2 separate regions of the Mus musculus genome follow, and region 2 is linked to region 1. Evidence: chromatin contacts called from public Hi-C data. All regions are on one chromosome and are shown on one strand. Each heading gives the region's core, a stretch centred on a gene start, on an enhancer-like site or on the middle of the called end of the contact. The rest is flanking DNA. Distances are from core to core; before and after follow the strand shown.

Region 1 (3,886 bases), core at 581-3,080:
TCAGACCCACTCCAGCCCAACATACACACACTACATAATAAAAACAGGTTTGGTTTTGGATAGTTTTGAGAATGTGAATTATGTAGCTGTTGGGGTGTGTGTGTGTGTGTGTGTGTGTGTGTGGTGTCTGCCTTTATTCACTTAGCACAACATCCTGTAGAATCATCACACAGAAGCATGTCTGAATTCCTTTCCTTTTGAAAGCATAGTAATATTCCACTGTATGGATGAGCCGTATTCTGTTTATTTGTCTGCAAATTGACACCTGGAATGCTTCTGCCTTCGAGGTATTATAAACAAGGCTGCCATACACAACATTGTGCACACAACAGTGTGCACATAACTCTTCAAACCCCAGAGCAGGGGCTGCTCTTACCTCTTTTAGCCAGCTCCAAAGCAGTTTGTTTCCCGATGCCTGTGTTGGCTCCTGTCACGATAACAGTCTTCCCAGGTATGGTGGCCTTGCTGGGACAAGCCCCACCAGCGACATAGTCCCTGAAGGTGAGAAACAGCACAGTGAGTTCTGTCTGCCTCGTGCCTGCCTCAAGATTTATGAGCTGGGGCAAAGCACTCGTAAGCTCACATCCATCACCAAAGCACCCAAACACACGGGAGTCCTCGTCATGGCCTCAGAAAAGGATTATACGTTGGAACATCTCCAAGAGGTAACAATCATTTATTCATACTTTTATAAAAACAAAAGACAATAGCCAGAAGTGGTGGTACACACTTGCAAGCCCAGTACTCAGGAGGCAATGGCAGGAATACCAGGAATTTAAGGTCATCATCCTCGACTACAGAGCAAGCTCAAGGCCAGCCTAGGCTACATGCTGCCTTGTCTATAGATGGATGGATGGATAGACAGACAGACAGACAGAATGCATGACGTTGGAAGGAGCATGTGTCAGAAGGGGTCCATGGAAGTTGGAGAACAATGATTGGGAAGCGGGTGTGTATACATCAAGAAGCTGGAGAGATGTCTCAGCAGTAAGAGCACTGCTGCTCTTACAGAGGACCCAGGATCAGCTCCCAGCACCCCACACGGTGACTCACAATAACTCCAGTTCCACGGGATCTAACATCTTCTTTTAACCTCCGAAAGCATAGCATATGCATACATGCGGGGGGGGGGGGGGCGGGGAGGGAAACACCTCATGTAAGCTGTTAGCGGTGACAGACACGCATGTCCTTGGTCCCAGCACTCAGGAGGCAGAGGCAGATCTCTCGTGAATTCAAAATCAGCCTGGTCAATATAACGAGTTCCAGGCCAGCCAAGGCTTCATGGTGAGACCCAGTCTGAAAAACGCAAGGAAGGAAAGAAGGACGGGGGAGGAGAGGAAAGGGAAGAAAGGAAGGAAGGGGAGGCAAACAGGCTGGGCAAAGAGGAAAGGGTAGAGAAGGAGTGGTCCAGAGATAAAATGAGCACAAGATCCATGCTCCACCCCTTCTCCCTAGGTGACCTTGAAGAGGTGACCCGCCCTCCTCTCCCGGAAAAGCCATACTAGTGAGCGGGAAGAATTCGTCCGAGGACTTAGGACAAGGGATACTTCTCTGGCCTTGTTTGGCATTCCCCTGTCGCAAACCTACCACCAAGCGCGCAGAGAAGACGCGCAGACTCACTTGAGCAGCACGGTGCCGCCGATCACCGTGCCCACTACGGACACCGGCAGCAGAAAGCGGCTCATCCCAGGCTGGGGAAAAGGGTGTCCGTGGGTCTGCACTCCAGGCCACTCCGCGGACGAACGCGCTGCCCAGGAACCCACGTGCGCTCGAGTAGCGTGAACGTGGAATCACACAGCCACCAGAACCCGGCTATGGGGAGTGACCAGATGTGGAGGCGGGGCTTTAGGAAGTAGGCCCATGGCGCACTTAATGCTGGGAAACGTAGTTTCTGGAGATGGAATGCGGCCGAGGTTGACAGGCGTGTCAGCTACCAGATCAAATGTCATCACACTCAACCAATCCAAGGGCGTCCTGAAGTTCGGGAAGAAAAAGAGAGAGAGAGAGAGAGAGAGAGAGAAAGAGGGGGGGAGGGAGGGAGGGAGGGAGGGAGGGAGGGAGGAAGGAAGGAAGGAAGGAAGGAAGGAAGGAAGGAAGGAAGGAAAGAAGGAAGGAAAGAAGGAAGAAATAAAAAAAATAGTAGCTGGGTGGTAGTGGTGCTCGCGTTTAATCCCAGCATTACGGAGACAGGAGCAGGCAAACCCATAAGTTTGTGGCCAGCCTGTTCTACAGAGGGAGTTCTAGGAAGCCAGATCCATGCAGAAGAATACTATCTGGGAGGAAGAAAATAAATAAAGTAGATAGATAGATAGTTTGGTACCAAGCATTTCCATTTCCAGACATCGAGACCCTGTAGAATGAACCATGGTTTTTCTCCTCTAAATAATAGTTAATGGTAGCACTTTCTGTGTAGGCCTTGTGAAGGAGGGAAGAAGGCTGGGACCTGGACCCCTGGGTCTGAGGGAGGAGGGTGAAGTATAGATTCCTGAGTCTGAGGGAGAAGGGTAGGATTTGGACTCTTGTGTTTAAGAGTGGAAGTCTGGGGTGTGGGCTTTGGATCTGAGGGAGGAAACTGAGACCTGGACCATTGGATTTGAAGGAAAAGAAGGATACTGGCTTTAAAACAACAGTGAGATGGTGCATGGGGTAGAGACACTTGTCATACAAGCTTTGCAACTTGTGTTTGATTCCTAGAACATGGTGGAAAGATAAAATCAACTCCCAAAAGTTGTCCTCTGACCTTCCACCACGGCATGTATGTGTCCACACACTTATACACCAAAAGGAAAGAATAATATATTTAAAACATACTAAAGTGTTAGTGTCTAGAAGCAGGAGAGGAGGAAAGGAAGACAGACAGACAAACAGACGAACGGACAGAAGGAAGGAAGGAAGGAAGGAAGGAAGGAAGGAAGGAAGGAAGGAAGGAAGGAAGGAAAAGAAAGGAAGTTAGGAAAAAGGCTATAGACAGTGGACAAATACATCCTGTCACTAGAAAATGTCAGCACACTTGACACCTGTTTGTCTTCATGAAGGTGACAAGGAGATAAATATTTTTCAATTATCAGATTGGCAACATTATAATAAATATTCAGTGTTGGCAAGGATCAGGGGAAACTCCCTGTTGGTGGGAGTCAATTATCTGGTGTTCCTGAAAGTCTAGTCAGACACCTGTCACAGGATGATCCGTGTATACTATTGACCCAGACATTCCCTTTGTAAGAAGTTATACTTAGGAAATGATTGGTCATTCCAAAAGAAAAAAAGAACAACTGGCCTTAGTGTGCACTTGTGAGTGCTCACTCACAACTTCTTGCAACTTACTTAACACCTCTTGTGTTCCAAGCACAGCTACTGAATTCAATCCTTACCACACAGTTTCCCTGACAGTAACAGTAAAGGCTGATTCTCCTGGGACTGGAAAGGTAGGTCAGTGGCACTTGCTGCTGCTGCAGAGGACCCCAGCACCCAACAACCATGTCTAACTCCAGTTTCAGGGATTCAGACGCCCTCTTCTGGCCTTCCCAGGCACTGCACAAAAATGGCTCAGAGACAACTCAAGCAGGTACAACATTCACACATAAGATAAATAAATAACTTTTCATTTAAAAAGAGTGTTTTTCAAATGTCTGAGAGCCTTCATCTACCACAAATGTGAGGAGGTGTCCTAGTTAGGGTTACTATTGCTATGATAAAACACCATGACCAAAAGCGAGTTGGGGAGGAAGAGGATAATTAGAAAGGATTACAGGCTGTGATCCAGCTAGTCCAACAATGGCTGTCTACCAATGACCAAAGAATTCAGTAGTTGTTCAGTCCAAGAGGCTGGTCTTCAGTGTGTACCAGAATCCTGAAGAATGACACTCCAATGACAGTGAAACAATGG
Region 2 (3,886 bases), core at 596-3,095, 8.8 Mb after region 1:
CTCCATCTCAGTAAGTATCCTTCCTTGAATCTGTCCTGCCTGGCTTTTCTGTACTTGGCAGAATCAGTGGGCTTCTCTCCCTGGTATTAAACCTGTGGGTTGGAAGCTGTTTGGCTCACCCCTTGCTCCCCTCCCCCTGTAGGGTCACAGCTCAGGCTCACGCACCACGCTGTGGACTTGTTGGGCATGCGCACATCCTTGCACACCAGCAGCACGTAGCTGTACTTGAGCACGTGGATAAGCCTGTAGAGTGGGGGCGTGTTGGCCCAGGGGCTTCGTGCCACACGTGTGGAGCTCTTCACCGAGAAGACTACCAGTCGCTGCTGGCACCACTTGTCGAAGAAGCGGCTGAACTCAGCCCAAGAGAAGAAAGTTCGATCCAACAATTCCTGTTCCTCCTTCTGCACGGCTGCGCTCGGTAAGGGCTCTGTCAGCTCCATCCTGGGACCTTGAGTAGAAGTGGGGAGAAGAGCTGGACATCAGACCCATCTCCACCTGGGTTACCACAATTTCATCATCAGACTGTCTTATCAGCTACTGCTGCCTCAGGTACGTCTCAGACAAATCAAAGTGGTTTCATTGTTTGCTTTCCAGATAGGAATCTCCATCCCATTTTTGTGGTTCACCTGTTGCCTTCCCAGATTCAGTTGGCATTTAATCAATTTCAATCCTAGTTCCAGTTGCCTTAGATGTGACCTCTAGGTACAAATGGAATCAGTTCTACATATCTTGCCTTTAGCTCAGCTGTGAGCATCTTTGCAAATGTATTCCCAGCTTCTTGCTAAGATTTCTCCTTCTTCCAGATGTGAGTCCTATGCCTGGTGATAATATCTAGTAGTCCCATTCATCTGTAGCTCCCTTTCCCACAAGTCTACATTTGAGTGTAACTCATATCTACTCTCATAGCTAAGGCATGAATCTCTCATCCCAGTCATAATCCTCATACACCTTTCTTCTCCCTAGGTGTATCAAATGTGCAGCTGTTGCCCCTCAGATATGACTGCCTTGAACTGCTACTTTGATCTGTGTTTTTTGCTTCCCAGAGATGCTCTTATCTCCAGATGTGCTGCCCATGTCCAGTCAGGGATCATTCGCCTACAGGGGTGTGGCCCACTTGTGGCAAATTCAACTCAGAAGTGTCACCAATAGTCATCTTTGGTCCATACTCCTAAGACTTATTCTCCTCCTGGGCCAAGTTGCAGTCCCCTCTTCCCAGAAATTGCTACTATTCTCAATGTGTATCTTCGTTTTGGACACGGCGCCTTGTCCTCAGATGGGCTTCTTCACTACTAATGCTCCCCCGGGCCCCCACGTCCCGCTGAGCCTCTTGTCCCTTGCACAGCCCCTTTTATCCAGTTCCCACCTCTCGAGACTCTCTCAACCTGTCTCTCCGCTGCTCCTCCCGGCCTGACCATCCCACATAGCGGTGCTTCTCCACTCCTAAAGCTGTGCACCCTTCCGGCCCCCTCCCCCTCAACTCACCTACCCAACCCAAAGCGGCGTCCACCTCCCACAATGCCTCGCGCCCAAGCCCAGCCCGGCCCTTGCTCCCGGGATGCCCCGCGCGGTATCCCGCCTTTCTTCCCCTAGTGCCTGGCAAGGTGGCTTTCCACCAACCCTTCTCTTCTCCCCGACTGTCACCCTTACGACCTCGCAGGCTCACCGGCTCATCCACAGGGAGGACAGGCTTGGGGCCGCTTCCCAGCATGCTGTGCGGGACAGCGCCCCTCCCTCTCCCCACTCTGTCCCATTTCTAGGCTGCCTCACGCTCTAGAGACTACAACTCCCAGCAGCCTCCGGGCGATAGTTGCGGCACGCGCTACTCGCAGGCCCCCGCCCTTGCTCGTCTCCGCCCCCTCCCGCCAAAGTGCGCGCGAAATCTGTGTGGCGCGAATTTGGGGATTTCGGGTTTGCGTCTCTGAGCGAGCGAGCGAGCGAGTGAGCGAGTGTGGCGGCGTCCGGCAAAGTGATTTGGAGAGGCAAGTGGGGACGTGGGCACGGGCTTGGGGCTGGGGTCGGCGAGAGTGCCGAGCGCTTGTCGCCAGTGAGCTTTGCAGGTTCCGGGTGCGGCCAGCGGAACGGGAATGGGGACGTCGCGGCGACCGAGGGCGCAGGAGAGAGGGCAGCAAGGAGCCGTGTACAGGGAGAGCCACTGGCTGACTGGCTGACTGATTGACTGGTTGACCAAGGCCGCAGGAGTTTTGGTGTCTGCGGAGGACTGGTGGCGGCTTGGAAGGGCGTGACTAGGGAGAAAGCCTGGCGGTGGGCGTGGCCATCAGAATTAGTGGCGCCAAGAGAAGAGGGGCGGCCTGGGGCCGGAAAGGAAGGCTTGAGTGTGGTGTTTCACCCTGGACGCCTGCTATCAATCGGTGTGGGATGCTTGGTGTTATGGGACGCTTGTAATGAAAGCAAGGTGACGTCATTGGTCAGATAGTGGTCCGATTTGAAGACTAGAGAAGCTTGGCGCGATGAGTGTCAGGAGCCAGGGAAAAGGTGAGCTTGGCTGCCAGAAGGGGCACGGATGGGATAAGACTGGAGATCTGCAGACACTTAGGGGAGGGTCAGGTCTTGTTGCTTAGTGTATATGGAGTTGAAGAGGCAGAGAAACTTGAACAGGGAGGACAGAGGGAAGTTGTCAGGGTGAGGATGGACATTTGGAAAGGGAAGCTGGCCTTTGGCATTTGGCAGCCAAGGAAGGCTTCAGATATAGCTTAGTGGTACAGTGTTTTCCTAGCAGCAACAGACCCTGCCTGGGTTCTATCTTCAGTAATATAAAGGGGAAGGGGGCAGATAACGAAACTTAACTCTCAAAGAATAAAAATGTGAAAAAAAATAAATGTCAGTAAAATTTTCTCATTCTATGGAGAGCAGTCACCATTAAGATAGATCCACCTGTATCTATCCCATAATGCTGGGTTTACAGGCATGTACAACCATGCCTGCCTGACATTATTATTATTATTATTATTATAACATGGGTGCTGGAGATTCAAACTCATGTTCTCTCTCTCTTTTTAACAGCAGGCACTCTTACCCACTGAGCCGTCTCGGCAGTCCCTGAATACACTTGTTCTTTTATTTCCTTAAGAGTTGTGTTCCCCTTTCCCCCAAGTCTTAGTCTCTGGCACAGCCAATATCCTTAGCTGGTCTTTGGATTTCTTTTTCAGGTACAACTGATGAGAAAAAAAGAGCAAGAGAGGAAAGGAGAGACTTCTGCTGCCAACATGCAGAGAAGTATTATGTAAGGCCCCTGCCATGCTCAAGGCACTTTGTGTTGTGATGTTTCCTGGGAAAATGAGAGCTAACATTCACCCCAGATAAGGGCATTGATGACAAGCCAAAGAAATGATTCCACCAAAATTTAGCTTAGTAAAACAATTGAGTTATATGGTGTTACCTATAGGAAAGCTGATGCATCAGAGGCAACTACATCACTCCTAAGCTCACTTCAGCATGGGTGATGACTTCTGAAAGTTGCATCCCTGGAGCTATCTGCTCAACCTGCAGGCAATTCCACTGAAGAGACCCCTCACCCTCAGCAATTGCTGAACTACTTATGTAAACCTTGGGGAGGGGCTAGTGAGTCTTACAACTTTCTGAGCCTCTTCAGTGTTTTGAGCTTCCTGATTCTTGCCATCCCTCTTCCTTGCAAGAGGGAGTGTCCACATAATTCATTCTCTAAAACCCTGGGTTTTCTGCTTCATAGCTGCCTTTTCTGAGAAGACCTTGAGGGAGACCTGAAGTTGAAATTTCCTAGTGTTGAGTAGTCTAGAAAATGGGAAAAATTAATTAATTAGTTAATTAATTGCAGGCTGTGGATCCCTAATGTAGTAGTTTTCAGTCATCAGTTTTGCCCCCTGGAAACGTGGCAATGATTGGAGACATT

The links. A called contact is a pair of places that touch in the nucleus more often than the background predicts.
Region 2: a Hi-C map of rod photoreceptor shows a contact between it and region 1, with 4 times the contacts expected there. The contact joins the promoter of Lig1 here to the promoter of Rdh13 in region 1. A contact is called at or near these places in 1 of 39 promoter capture datasets (cranial neural crest) and 1 of 484 Hi-C or Micro-C datasets (rod photoreceptor).

What each region holds. Positions count from the first base shown.
Region 1 is chr7:4,443,827-4,447,712 of GRCm38.p6, forward strand. Rdh13 (retinol dehydrogenase 13 (all-trans and 9-cis)) reads right to left here and starts at 1,831. Exons shown (of 7, transcript NM_175372.4): 1 at 1,621-1,831; 2 at 377-495. The coding sequence starts at 1,685.
Region 2 is chr7:13,276,981-13,280,866 of GRCm38.p6, forward strand. Lig1 (ligase I, DNA, ATP-dependent) reads left to right here and starts at 1,846. Exons shown (of 29, transcript NM_010715.3): 1 at 1,846-1,979; 2 at 3,168-3,241. The coding sequence starts at 3,225. It overlaps Zswim9 (zinc finger SWIM-type containing 9), which reads right to left and starts at 1,741. Exons shown (of 5, transcript NM_177312.4): 1 at 1,664-1,741; 2 at 166-448. The coding sequence starts at 440.